2 separate regions of the Sus scrofa genome follow, and region 1 is linked to region 2. Evidence: chromatin contacts called from public HiChIP or PLAC-seq data. All regions are on one chromosome and are shown on one strand. Each heading gives the region's core, a stretch centred on a gene start, on an enhancer-like site or on the middle of the called end of the contact. The rest is flanking DNA. Distances are from core to core; before and after follow the strand shown. Region 1 holds the start of PLEKHB1 (pleckstrin homology domain containing B1). Region 2 holds the start of ARHGEF17 (rho guanine nucleotide exchange factor 17).

Region 1 (7,297 bases), core at 1,378-3,877, 340 kb after region 2:
TATCCGTGAACTCTTCATCCACCAGAGGCATTTGAAATAGCAAAATACTTTTCTCTCTGCCAGTAGTCCTATGTGCCACAGTTACAACAGAAATGTAAAAGTTACTTGTTGGCTTCTTGGTCTCAAGACATTTGAAACAGTCTCTCAAAGCCAGGCCTGCTGGAACTGGGATGCCTACCACGCTCTCAGTGCTTCTCGACTGTCAAGCCACGCTCTTCTCACCTGTCTGCACAGCTGAGAAGATTAAAAACCATCTCAAAATAATCATCAGAGCCTCAGAGCTCTATGAGCTCCTAGGAATTATATGCAAAATGTGACGTGTATGCATTTTTTCCTGGGCAGACAGAGTCTACACCATTTATCAGTTTCTCAAAGAGGGTCACTGACCAACATTTTAGAGATTTACGTCAGGCGAGGCTGGGCTTAGATTCTGTACTGGCATCTGTGGTTTTCGTTGGCCAAGCATCCTTTCCCCCTGTCCATTTTTTTGTCATAGCGCCCCCTCTCTGGCTGGGGAGTGGGGATGCCTTCCCCTGAATTGCACACTGATGCTGGACAATCTCTTTCCATCTGTTGCTAAATCCAGAGGATGTCATGTAGGAGCTGCCTGCATTGTTCTCCCAGCCCATCCCTCTGTGAAGGAGCCAAACAACCCTTCACGGAGAGGAGCAAGCAGAGCTGGGAAGAGGGGCAGTGCTCAGATTCCCTAAGGCCAGCTCCATCCTTGCTTGTCCCTTCAGTCCTGCTGCAGTAGCTGCGGCAGCTGTAGTCAGAAGGTAAAGGTGGGACGCTCCAGACAGAAGGACGGAAGGATGGAAAGCGATGGTTTGGGTGAACTGGTTCCTGGGGCTGCACGGGGTGGACGAGCTCAGTGGCTAATAGGATCAGCCCTGCCGAATCCCCCAGCAAGGCACGCACTGCACGAAGGGCCAAGGCAGTGGGGCAGCTCGAGGTCAGGATTACAGAAACCCAGGAGCCAGAGAGGGAAGCTTAAAGGACCAGGCTGTGCATCCAGCACTGGGGTGACGGGACGGTCACGGCCGGCTGGAGGAAGATTTCGCCCCGCCCCCGACCGAGGGAGAAGGGCTGGCCCCGCCCCCCGCCCCGGGAATCAGCGATGCTAGGCCAGGATCACCTTCGTGTCACAGAAGACGTGTTATCCAGTGAAACAGAAGGTCAAAAACGGGGATGAGTCAGTGAGCTTGGGGGTGGGACTGGAGAAAGAGGACGACTTTCTCTAGGATCTGTGTGTCCCTCTCTTCGCCACCCCCTTCTGGTTCTCACTTGGTACAGCCTTCTTGATCCCCTTATCTTTAAGGCGCTTAGGGAAATGCCCACCTGCAGGACCCTCTGGGAAATGCTGCTCTGGCCGCCCGGGAACCATGAGTCCTGCAGCCCCGGTAAGGAAGAGGAGAAAGGGCCCAGGGCGGGGTGGCTGCGTTCTCCAGGAGGGGATGGGTCCCTGACAGGCTCTGTTCTCTAAATGACATCCTGGGTCTCCTCCTGGGGGGGGGCGGGTTGTAGGGCTGAGCTCTTCAAGGCAATGAGCCTAGAGGGACAGACTGGTGGCAGATGTAGAAGCAGTCTTCTTTCTCCAATTGGGCCCCTTTCAATCCGTATTTGACCTAGAAACACCTTTCCAAGCCGGAAACTGGACCACCTAACTCCTCTAACCACCTCACTCCATCTCGAAACCCCAAACTCAAGTCGCTGGGTCATAACGTCTAACCCTTCAGCCTGTCACCCGAGGCCTTCATGTTATATCCTTGCAACCCCTGCGACTTCAGCACCTGCTGCTCCCCATGCCCCCTGCACCCCTAGCCCTGCAATCCACTTTCCAAACACACTGAAATGCTGGACAATCAGAGTCATCCATCGAGACCCCTCTCAGCCTCCTCTGGGAAGCCTACCTGAAGCTCTTGGTCAAAATCAGACTCTTCTTTCCCATTGTCAAGACACATCCTGTGCTTTAATGGTGTGTTTCTATTGTCTCCCCACCAGACTAGAAGCTGGGAAAGAAAGGAGGACGGGCCTTGTGGGGTGCTGCTTTGTGCCCCCCACTAACGCCCAGTGCTGGGCCCAAACTGAGTATCAAGAAAACGTGGCAAAACTAGAAGCCTGGTTTCTCCTTGTAGTTTTACATTTTTCTAGAAAATTAGTGCTTTATGTTCTTGGGAAAAAGGATTTCATGGAGTTCCCCTGGTGGCGCAGAGGGCTAAGGATCCCGTGTGGTCACTGCTATGACTTGGGGGGCTGCTGTGGTGTGGGTTGGATCCTTGGCCCCAGGAACTTCTGCATGTCGTGAGCCTGGCCAAAAAAAAAAAAAACACCGAAAAAAAAGGGGGGAGGTTTCATGATAAATTAATGAACAAATGACTTCACAGCAAAATAAAATTTCGGGTGTCGCCTCTCACCTGCGCTCTCGTTGGGCACAGGGCTACCACCAAGCAGATGCTAAGTACTGCTCAGATCTGGGCCTGCAGACTACAAGTCCCAAAAGACCTCCCGTTAGCGCATCTCTACAGCCCCGCCCTCCCAGGGGGTGGGGCGGAGCCGGAGGGCGGGGCCCGGGGGCTGCGAGGCCCGGGGCGCAGCCTGGGGACTGGAATGCCCCAAGGCTCTGGGGCGCACAAAGCGCAGGCGCAGCGGGTTGGGTGGCAGCAGCATCAAGTAGCGGCCGCTTTGGCAGCAGCATCGCAGCAGGTGCAGACAGGTGGGTGCATCAAGGGGGGCCGGAGAGGGCGTTGGCATCTGGCCCTCTTCTGTCTGACCTGTGTCAGAGCTTGAAGACGGGAGAGAGTGGCAAGGGAGGCAGGGACAAGGCCGGGGTTTCCAACGCAGGTGCGCGGGGCAGCCCTTACTGCGCAGCAACAGGTGTGAGCGATGGGGGAGGGGCGAAGGCACTTGCTGTAAAGTTAGTCGCCCTCGAGAACAGAGGACACCTGGATTCCAATCCAAGCTCCATCACACACGGACAAGTCACTTCCTATAGCTCAGTTTGTCCATCGGTAGCACAGGCGTGAGCATCCTATCCATCTAGTAAATAGCCAACAGAGTTGCGGTGGGGCCCAGACGTCGCTGCACAGGGATCACCTGGGGATCTTCCAGGACTATCAGTACTTGCCTCCTGCCCCCAGACATCCTGATTTCACTGTTATGGGGTCTGACCTGGGTGTTGGGGGGTTTTAAAGCTCCTGCTGGAATAAAGGTTTGAAGCCAGGACTGCTGGGTGTGCATCCTGGCTCTGCTGCCTTCTAACCAAGCAGACCTGTGCAAGTGACGGGACCTCTCCAGGCCCCAGTTTCCTCGGCATAACAAGAACTACTGTGAGGCTTCAATGAGATAATAGGTGAAAGCACCTGGGTAGTATACCTGTCACATAGAACTCGATCAATTACAGCTGCCGCTGAATCATTATTTTACGCACTTTGTAAATGGCTCAGGCGGGGTTCACGTGTGAGGAAGGCTTTTCTTATCATCAAAGTCCCGCATCCATTGCCATGATTCTAATATTTTCTGCTGCCAGCATTTTGAAATTCCTGAGTCTCTAACATTTTAAGAGTTCCTCCCTCCAGTATCTCCTTGGCTCATGGGCATACGGTTACACATCGAGAAATAGAGGCCAGGGAGAAGGGACTCGGTCAAGGTTATAGGGCCGAGATTGGAATCCAGGCTCCCCACCCCGACCCAGGGCAACAGGTGGCTGCCCTGCTGACCCCACAAGCACAGTGCTTCCATTATGTGCCTGGAGCAGAGACTGGGGAGGAGGCAGGCAGGCTGGCCCTTGTTTGTTTACTCACACTCCTTTAAACGTTTCCTCGGTGGCTCCCCCAGGGAGGAGAGGGGGGGGACTTCTCTCTGGAGAGCGGCTGAGGCCAGGTGTGTCCTGTGGCTCCTCCGACAGGTTCCTCCTGACTCCGCCCTGGAGAGTCCTTTTGAAGAAATGGCCCTGGTGAGGGGCGGCTGGCTGTGGAGACAGAGTGAGTGACCCCTGGCCAAGTCCTTGTCCATCCTGCACCTTGTCCAGGGGCAGGAGTGAGGCAGTGGCTTGCTGGACCTGCACACTGACCCCTTCTCCCAAGAAACCATGCTCTTTTGTTTTCTGCTCTTTCGTCCATGCTCTTCCTTTGCCTGGCATGTCCTTCGCACTCCTGACGGCTTGGTAAACCACTTATTCTTCAAGACCCAGCTCAGATGTCCCCTTCTGTGAGGGGCCTTCTCTGGCTTTTCCTCTAACCCCCACCCAGCCCCTATTGTGGCACCAAGCTGGTGAGAGGCTCCCTTCTCTGTCCCCAGTGCCTCATGCACACCCCTGCCAAAGCACTGATATAAAACCACCTTTACCTGTGGAGCTTACCACCCGCCCACCTCATACCGTGAGTGCCTCAAGCGCAGGGACTGGGTTTTATCTTCTGCGTCCATAGCACCCCTGCCTAGGGCTGGCCACCAAACAAAGTGAAAAATGCCTCTGTACTTTGGAACTTGTAAAACTCTAAGAAGCTCTCTTATGACGTAGCCCTTTCCTGTTAAGATTTCCAATCACAAAACATCTGAAGCTGGAGTTCCTACTGTGGTTCACCAGGTTAAGGACGAGATTTTGTCTCTGAGGATGCGGGTTTGATCCCTGGCCTTGCTTAGTGGGTTAAGGATCTGGCGTTGCCACAAGCTGTGGTGTAGGTCACCGATGTGGCTCAGATTTGGTGCTGCTATGGCTGTGGTTTAGGCTTCAGCTGCGGCTCTGATTGGAGCCCAAGAAAACCTCCATATGCCGCAGGTGCAGCCTTAAAAGGAAAAAAACAGTCTGAAGCTAGGGCTCAGGCTTCCAGACCTACCTCTGACCAGAGTCATGATCTGAACAAGGGCTGTCCTGGGCTAGCGGCTCCCCCACACCCCATGACCCATACTCAGGTCATTCAGTTCAGTAAAACTGAATGCAGGTCCTGCTACGTGCCACGACTGGTGTGGTGAGCTATGGACACCACATGTGCCCCTCTGCCCCTGCATCTGGTGGAAGAGACAGTAACTACACAAATGACTGTCACTTGGAGCCTGACCTTTTTTTCCCAAGTCAGCTCACAAATATAAGCAATAATCGTATCCCCTCAGTAGACTGGATGCAGTGGAAACTATAGGTTCCCCTAAAACAAGTGCTTGGTGGCAGGTTTTCCGTTAATCCTTACACAAATCATGTTCCATATTCATACAAAACAACATGGAGTTCCCGTCGTGGCACAGTGGTTAACGAATCCGACTAGGAACCATGAGGTTGTGGGTTCGATCCCTGGCCTTGCTCAGTGGGTTTAGGATCCAGCGTGAGCCGTGGTGTAGGCTGCAGACGAGACTCGGATCCCGAGTTGCTGTGGCTCTGACGTAGGCTGGTGGCTACGGCTCCAATTAGACCCCTAGCCTGGGAATCTCCATATGCCGCGGAAGCGGCCCTAGAAAAGGCAAAAAGACAAAAACACCCAAAAAACAAAAAACCAACTTAATGCTTTTTTCTCTGAAAGACTACATGCAGAAACAGATTTCCAATTAGACATGAACTTGAATTTGTGAAAATGCTCCATGTCTTGTGACACTTAGAAAAAAAAAAAAGATTCCCAGCTTCCTCCAAGAAGAAATCTGAGAGTTCATTTATCACTCACGCACTCATGGAACCTCCACTCTGTGTTAGGCCCAATGGGAGGCGATGGTGAGCAAGGCTGAGAGGCCCTGCCAGCATTTCAGGGGGATGACAAGGAAGGGGTGGTTACAACCCTGGGGGCTGGGGGGAAGGGGCTCTGGGAGGGAGCCACCCAGAGCTGTGGCCAGCCTGCCTGGTGGGTCTGGAATATCACACAGGCTCCATCCTCCGCCGCTGGAAACGGAATTGGTTCGCCCTGTGGCTGGATGGGACCCTGGGCTACTACCACGATGAGACAGCCCAGGACGAGGAGGACCGCGTGCTCATCCACTTCAACGTCCGAGACATAAAGATCGGCCAAGAGTGCCACGGTGAGCGGAGCCCCTTCCCTCCGGCGCAGTGACTGCTGTGCCCTCCCTCCCCCTGTCCGTCGGAGGACACCTGCTCCTCTTAGGTGGAAGGCTCTTTGCAGCTCTCAGAGGCCTTCCACAGACATTGCTTCTGGGCCTCCATCAACTTCATTTCATGTGTGTGTGAATTAAGAAATATGGAGTTCTTATCCTTTGCTGGACCTGGGCCCTATGCTAGTTACAGAAGTGAGTCAGACAGTTTCTGCTCTCTCTACTGCAAAGAACTACATTAAGATGAAATGAAATAAGGAGGCTCAGAGAAGTTAATTAAGCACATGGCCCAGAGCCACACAGCAAATCCTCTTGGCCAAGGCTCGGCCATAATTAAAACAGGGAAACTGGGAGATAGACAGGCCTACCTAGGGAAACAGGCAATGTGGAAAAGTTGGAAGGGTCTACAGACTTGAGCAGAATCCCAAGGACAGTATGTGGTTGACAACGGCCAGTAAATAGGACCCAGAGAAGTCAGTTCCTATTCTTGTTCCTGGTTTACTGGGGAGACCCGGGGCCTGGTGTGCCCTGTGGAAATCCTGTGTATGTGCGTCTTGCCTTTAGATGTGCAGCCCCCCGAGGGCCGGAGCCGAGATGGGCTGTTGACTGTAAACCTGCGGGAGGGCACCCGCCTACACCTGTGCGCAGAGACCCGCGACGATGCCTTGTAAGTTGCTCCCAGGAGAGGATCAGGTGGGATCTTGGGGACTATGACCACACGCCTCCTCCTCATTGGGCTTCTAGTTCCCTGAAGGTAGGGAAGGAGGGACACCCGTGAGCACAGCAGTGGATGGAGGGTGAGCAGGGAGTGGATCTGAATGGCTCATAGTGATGGGCATGATATCCAGCGAGCTCCCGATATGGTATGAGATGAAGTCAGGACTGCTGGCTGAGGGGTGTGCACACCTGCCTCAGGTGTGTGCTCCTTGGTCACCCAGGGTGGGTATCAGGCATCCCCAGAGGACCCCCTTTTTACCCCCATCTGAGAAGATGCTCCGGTAGTGGACTCTGATCTGAGGGATCGTCACTAACCTGCCTAACGGAGGCAGCCCTGGGCACCCCGATGTCAGGGGCAGCCCCAGCCGCCGGACCAGGCGCGTCTCCCCGCGCCGTGCTCCTCACATTCTTTCCCTTCCCACTCTCTTGGTGGAGGGTCGGTCGGCCTTTGCGCTGGAAGAGAGTGAAAGAGATGGGGGTGTGGGAGTGGGGGAAGCTGAGCTCCAGACAGACAAAGCACAGAGCCGCCTTGTCCACTCCAGCCAGGTGCCATGGC
Region 2 (6,603 bases), core at 491-2,990:
GGATTTACCCAAAGTCACACAGCAAGGAAAGGGCAGGGAGGTGACGGGCCAGGGAGGGTTCTCTTCCTTGCTGTCAATTTCCAATGAAGGGGAGAGATGTGCTGGCTCCTTGGCAGCAGAGCTGAGCCAGGCTTGAGGTGAGGGACTTCCAAGAGGCTGGTCTCAATTCAAAGACAAAGAGTTTTCTCCGTGCGGTGATAACCCGCAACCCACGGAAGCAGCAAGCAGGGCCAGGGTCCTCCCTGCCTCATGGGGTAGCCACACAAGTCCTGAGAATCTGCCATCCCGCCCTATGCCCAGCCCTGCCCTCTCATCTGGACCTGGGTCTCCTGCTTCCAAGGCTTCCTAGCCTAGTGGGGCCCAGCCATGGTCCTCTACCGTCAGGGGGAACCTGAGTAGCCTTTGTTCCTGGAGGCCCTGAACAGGAGGAGGAGGCTGCGGGTTCATCAAGGCTCCGGAGCCAGCAAAGGCCGTCTGAAGAAGCCTGTTGTTGGAGGCTCCTGAAGTCTGAATTTGAGTCACACCAGCAGCTGCCGTTTCCCGACTTTGACACTGGGCGAAGTTACTTCTCCTTCATGAGCCAAAGAGAAGCGGCAATGAGGTCCACCTCCAAGGGTGGTCTGAGGATCAGATAAATTACATAACATTGCCCACATACCCAAGGCATCTCATAAATGACCCACACCTGGTCTGGCAGGAGGTAGTATAGGCTTGGCAGTGGTGAATCGAGGGCCTTCCAGTCAAAGCGCTTTTGTGTGTGAAGTCTAAGGAGGCGCAGCGCACGTTGCGAAGGGTTGGGTTTGAACTGGCTCCTGAATTGATTGAAAGAAGTAAAGGAAGTGAAGTCTTCCTAACTCTCTGGGGGGTTTTGGTGGCGGAGCGGATTGACTCGTCAAGGCTCCACAGAGGTGTGCGAATCCTGCCGGTAGAGGGCGCAAGAGCCGCGTACCCCAGAGCGCAGGGGACGCAGGGACCCCGGCGCAGGGCGGAGCATCAAGGAGCAGGGCGCCGAGGGGGCGGGCCGTTGGAAACGTGGGGGCGTGGTCACCAAGGGTGGGGCTTCTAGAGCCGAGTGGGGAGGATCGAGGTACGGCCCGAACTGGACCGGCCGCCGATGGGGGAGGGGCGGGCGTTTGGGGGCGCGAAGGGGCTGGACCACAGGTCGTAGTTACCGTGGGATTCGCTGCGAACGCCCCGGTAGGAGGGGTGGCCTGGGCGGGGCGAAGGGGCGGGACAGGGAGCTGCAAGCGCCCAGGTTGGTTTGCGGCACGCACTGCTCCCCCTGGCGGCGAGTCCTGCCCACTCCTGCCTGGGAGCGTGTTTCTGCGTGTATCTGAGTGTTGGCGTGTACGAGAGTTTGTGGGTCCGAGGCTGGCGTGTTGGGGGTCCCTTGTGCAGGAGGTGTTTCCGCCCGAAAGCAGTGGGCGCGCCGCCCTGACTGTAGGCCCGCAGAGCTGACCACACTCAGAACTTGCTTGTGTCGTAGCGAGGGCTGGAGGGGCGGGGGAAGGAGCTGTGCCCGCCCAGCTCCCGAGGGGCTCATCTGCAGGGTCGCGTCGGTCTGCCTGTGCTCCAGCAGTCTAGTTTCTCCCGCAGCTCCTCCCCAATCCACCCCCCACCCCGACTCCAGATTCCCAGCCTAACGCGCGCGGGGAGCCCACCCCCTCTTTTGGGCGCGAGGCCCCGCCCCCACCCCTTTCCTCTGCCACAAAGTTTATTTGCAACAAAAGGGAGCGAGAAGCGAGCAGCCAAGAGGGAGGGAGCGGGAGCCGGAGTGGGAGCGCGAGGGGAGGCAGGCAGGCTGGCCGGCCGGCGGGCGGGCACAGAGCCGAGGAACGGAGCGCCGGGATCGAGCCTGGACCGGGTCGGGCCGCGATGCTCCGGGTCGCAGTAGGCGAGGCAGAGGCTGGGCCCGGGAGTCGACGCTGAGCCAGGAGGAGTCGCACGGGAGGATGGAGCCGAGGCGGCCCACGGGCGCGGAAACCTGAGCCGCAGCAGATAAAGCTCTGCTCTGGTCTCTGTGCCCTTTGCCCGCAGCCCCCCTCGCCCTGCGGCTGCGGCACTCAGGCCTTCGGACCCGGGCCGCTGCGCTCCTTCGGGGCAGGGGCGCGGGGGGGGTTGGCCGCGGCTCCCCGAGGCCGGCCCCCCCAGAGTGAGCGCCGCCACCATGGCGGACGGGACGCCCCGGCCCCAGCTGTATCGCAGCGTCTCGTTCAAGCTGCTGGAGCGCTGGAGCGGCGGGTCTGGGCTGAGGGAGGAGGCCACGGACACCCCTGGGCTGCGGCGCCGGGCCTCGTGCCGGCCGGTCGCGGCCGTCCCGGGCCAGCCCTCCCGGCGCGTGTCCAAGCTGGCGTCGGGGCCCCCGGCCGCCCCCGCGCAGCCGCGCCCGCTCCGCAGCCTCTCGCCGTCGGTGCGCCAGCTCTCCCGGCGCTTCGACGCGCCGCGTCTGGACAACAACTCCACGGCGGCCCGAGACGGGGGCGTTTCCCCCGGGGCCGCGGAAGAAGCGGCGGAGGGAGCCCCGCGCGGCTCCTGGCCCAGCGTCACCGAGATGCGCAAGCTCTTCAGCGGCCCCGGCTCCAGGCGGCCCAGCGCCGACTCTGAGGCCTCGGGGACGCCCAGCCCCGACGGCGCCGCGTGGGAGCCCGCGAGCCGCGAACCCCGGCAGCCACCGACGCCACCTCCTCGGACGTGCTTCCCGCTGGCGGGCCTGCGTTCGGCGCGGCCGCTGCCTGGCGCAGGGACCGAGGGGAGGAGGCGGCGGCAGCAGCAGCAGCAGCAACGGGAGCGAGCGCAGCGTCCGGCGGATGGTTTACATTCTTGGCATAGCTTCTCCCAACCGCAGGCCTGGGCCCGGGCCTCCTGCTCCTCCTCCTCCTCCATCGCTTCCTCCTATCCTGTCAGCCGCAGCCGGCCGGCCAGCTCCAGCGAGGAGGAAGAGGAGGGCCCGCCGCCGCCGTCCGGGGCGCAGAGTCCGGCCTACCCCGGCGGCCACTGCTCAGGCAGTGACGAGGACCAAGACGGTGAGGGTGGCCACTGCTGGGGAGGGAGGTCGGGGCCCAGGCCTGGGAGCTCCCTCTTAGACAAGGACTGTAGAGCCGACAGTTATGGGTTAAATCTGAGCAGCATGGACTCCGCAGGGGGAGCCCGGAGCCCCGACCCCCCAGTATCTCCTAGAGCCCCTAGCGAGGAAGGCCCCGAGAGTGGGGTACTGGCTCTCCGCCCTGTGTGCCAGGTCCCCAGGAAGGACCTCGGCCCTCGTCCGACACGGCGGGGGGAACTTTCCGCGTGGCCAAGGTGAGCTTTCCCGCGAGCCTGGCCAGCCCAGCAGACTCCCGGGGTAGCAGCCGCTACTCCAGCACCGAGACGCTCAAGGATGAGGACCTGTGGGCTAGCCGGGGTTCTGGGAGCTGGGGCGTGTATCGCTCCCCGAGCTTCGGGGCCGGGGAAGGGCTCCCAAGGCCCCAGGCTCGAACCCGCGCCAAGGGACCTGTGGGCGCCGTGAGAGCCTTGAGGGATGGAGGACTGGAGCTAGACAAGAACCGGCAACGGAAGTCCCTGTCGAATCCAGATATTGCCTCGGAGACCCTGACCCTGCTCAATTTCCTGCGTTCAGACCTTTCAGAGCTGAGGGTCCGAAAGCCTGGTGGGCGCCCTGGAGACCTTGGGAGCGGCTCCTTAGATGGCAGAGACTCACCATCCGCAGGTGGCCCAGTAGGGCAGTTTGAGCCCGCACCGGCCCCGGCCCCAGCATCCCCTGGCACCCGCCCCACCCTGAAGGACTTGACGGCCACCCTTCGAAGGGCAAAGTCTTTTACATGCTCTGAGAAGCCTGTGGCCCGCCGCCTACCCCGCAGCAGCGCCCTGAAGCCCAGCTCCTCTGAACTGCTGCTGGCCGGCCCGAGCGCCGAGGAGGACCCACTGCCCCTCGTCGTCCAGGATCAGTATGTGCAGGAGGCCCGTCAGGTTTTTGAGAAGATTCAGCGCATGGGAGCCCAGCAGGATGATGGAAGTGAGGTCCCCCCCGGAAGCCCTGACTGGGCAGGAGATGTGACTCGGGGGCAGCAGTCCCAGGAGGAGCTGCTCTCTGGCCCTGAGTCCAGCCTGACGGACGAGGGCATTGGGGCGGATCCTGAGCCGCCTCCTGTCTCCGCCTTTTGCAGCCTGGGTACCACAGGGGTGTGGCGACCCCTTTCCTCATCCTCAGTCCAGCCCAACCACTATGGCCCTGGGGCTGAGGACAGTCTGGGAGGCTGGGCCCTGGTTTCCCCGGAGACCCCTCCCACACCAGGTGCCCTCCGCCGGAGACGCAAAGTGCCGCCTTCAGGCCCTGGGGGGGCTGAACTGAGCAACGGGGAGGCAGGGGAGGCCTACCGGTCTCTGAGTGACCCAATTCCACAGCGCCACTGGGCCACCGCCTCCGAGGAGCCCTCAGGGTTCTCTGTGGACAGCAATCTCCTCGGCTCGCTGAGCCCCAAGACGGGGCTTCCAGCAGCCCCAGCTACGGACGAGGGCTTGACCAGTGGTCACAGTGACTGGTCTGTAGGCAGTGAAGAGAGCAAGGGGTACCAGGAGGTCATTCAGAGCATCGTTCAGGGACCTGGCGCCTTGGGGGGCGTGGTGGATGACAGAGCTGCTGGCAAAGCCCCCAAGAAGAAATCTCTGAGTGACCCCAGCCGCCGTGGGGAGCTGGCTGGGCCTGGATTTGAGGGCCCTGGAGGGGAGCCCATCCGAGAGGTCGAGCCCGTGCTGCCTCCGTCCAGCAGTGAGCCCATCCTCGCAGAGCGGCAGGCGGAACCAGACGAGCGCAGTCCCGCCAGGGGCCGGGCACAGTCTGAGAGGGCTCTGCCCGAGGCCCCAGCTGCCTCCTCCACCGCCCACCATGACTTCCACCTCGACCCGAAACTGGCTCATGTTCTGTCTCCACGGCTCACCCGCCGTGGTTCTAAGAAGCGCCCGGCCCGGAGCAGCCATCAGGAGCTGCCAGCGGAGGGCCATCAGGACCAGGCGGGCAGCCTGGCTCGGGCCCGACCCTCCTCCAAACACGTGCGCCACGCCAGTGTGCCCGCCACCTTCACGCCAATTGCGGTGCCTGGGCTGCCGACGTCTCTCGGCCCCCCTGTGGCTGTGCCAGAGCCCGTGGGCTTCCCCGGCAGGCCCGCCCCGCGCTGCAGGCCCCAGCTCTTGAGGACGCCACTAAGCAGTACGTGCTGACTCTCCGCTCTGGTGAGGCCCCTGCCCCACTGCCGGGGGCCGTACCCTGCTTGACTCCGGTGGCACCGCCCTCGGCCGAGGCCAAGCCCCCCGAAGCGTCCCGGGCTCCAGAAGAACCTGGCCCAACCAGCAAGTGCTGCAACAAGCCCCAAGTGGTGAGTCTGTGGGCGGCCTTTGGGTGAAGCCGAAGGAGGGCCGGGGCCAGTGTCTTCTGCCAGAGCCTTTTGCGTGTGCTCCTTGGGCAGGTGCCCAGGTCTTTGGTCCTGAAGTGTCCAGGCCGCTTTAAGAGTGTGAAGGACACAGGGCTCCCGTCCCCTCAGCCCCGGAGGCTTCAGGCTTCTGCTAGTACTGATGCCAGAGGCTCTTATCTGCTCCGGGGGTAATTGCTGAGGGTTCTGATTTAGCCTTTCGATGGTTTTCAGAAACTGGTTTTAAAGGTTCCTATCTGGTTTTTTGGTGGCAACACGTAAGGAGATGCGAGGGCATGTGACTTTCTCGAGAGCCTTGCTCGATGGGCCGACCCCTTGCAGGCGTCTTGGCCTGGGGACCCACCCAGACGGGGAGTTTGCCCTTCCTCGTGGGGCTTTCCTGTGGCAGAGCCAAGTGTGAGCGCACTGCCGGACCTGGGAGAACTGGAGAGGTAGAGGCGTTCCCGTGTGGAGTGGTGGAGAGGGCTTCATGAGCTCCATCGGTGGCCCTGGCCTTTCTGTGTGACTCAGCCTTCCCGTGTGTGACAGCAGGGTTGGGGACAAGCTGGTGGCTGGTGCCCATGGCCCCTCTCAGCTGGGCTGCACGGGTTTGTGGTTGGAGTTGGGGCACTCTTTGGGCCTGAAATCTGCCGAAGCCTCCTCTGAGTAGAATGGGGACCTCGAGGGGAGGCCAAGGTCAGGGGGAGGCAGCTGAAGTTCAGCAGGTGGGGCCCCGGGAGAGGCTGGGGGTGGTTCCGGCTGCCACAGGCAGGGCTGCCTCTCTGGGTCAGGATGGGGGCCCTGGTCTTGCATCTTTTCCCCACCCGGCCTCCTTCCTGGTGACTCTGAGCTGCTTCCTCCTTCCTCTGCCAGACCCTGGGCCCTGGGGACTTGCTCTCCCCAAGGCTCCCCTGCCACCTTCTGGCTTCAGCTATCCCTGGATTTGGGCCGTGGGTTCAGATGGGTTCTAGGCAGTATGATGCCCTGGCATCCCGGATGGAAGCTAGATTTGAGGCTCTGGGGTTGGACCCTAGAGTGGGGGTGGCCTGGGGTTCCTTCAGTCGTGCCCTGCGGCCACAGTGTCCCTGCCGGACTGAGGAGCCCGCAAACCCTAAACCCGGGCCTGACCTGGTCACACACGGTTCTCAGCGCTCTCCCGGCCCCTCTGAGCTCCCTCTGTCTGGTGCTCTCTCCTGGCTCT

What was found. HiChIP or PLAC-seq counts read pairs in DNA pulled down with a chosen protein or histone mark.
Region 1: a contact with region 2 is called in an H3K27ac HiChIP or PLAC-seq map of skeletal muscle, with 4 times the contacts expected there. The contact joins the promoter of PLEKHB1 here to the promoter of ARHGEF17 in region 2. A contact is called at or near these places in 1 of 5 promoter capture datasets (liver), 7 of 47 Hi-C or Micro-C datasets (alveolar macrophages, embryonic fibroblasts, heart right ventricle and 4 more) and 1 of 2 datasets of contacts at active chromatin or transcription factors (skeletal muscle).

What each region holds. Positions count from the first base shown.
Region 1 is chr9:8,100,944-8,108,240 of Sscrofa11.1, forward strand. It overlaps PLEKHB1 (pleckstrin homology domain containing B1), which reads left to right and starts at 2,628. Exons shown (of 7, transcript NM_001244858.1): 1 at 2,628-2,713; 2 at 3,905-3,980; 3 at 5,842-5,994; 4 at 6,589-6,691. The coding sequence starts at 3,944.
Region 2 is chr9:7,764,961-7,771,563 of Sscrofa11.1, forward strand. ARHGEF17 (rho guanine nucleotide exchange factor 17) reads left to right here and starts at 1,741. Exons shown (of 24, transcript XM_003357192.5): 1 at 1,741-3,194; 2 at 3,197-5,149; 3 at 5,152-5,369. The coding sequence starts at 2,168.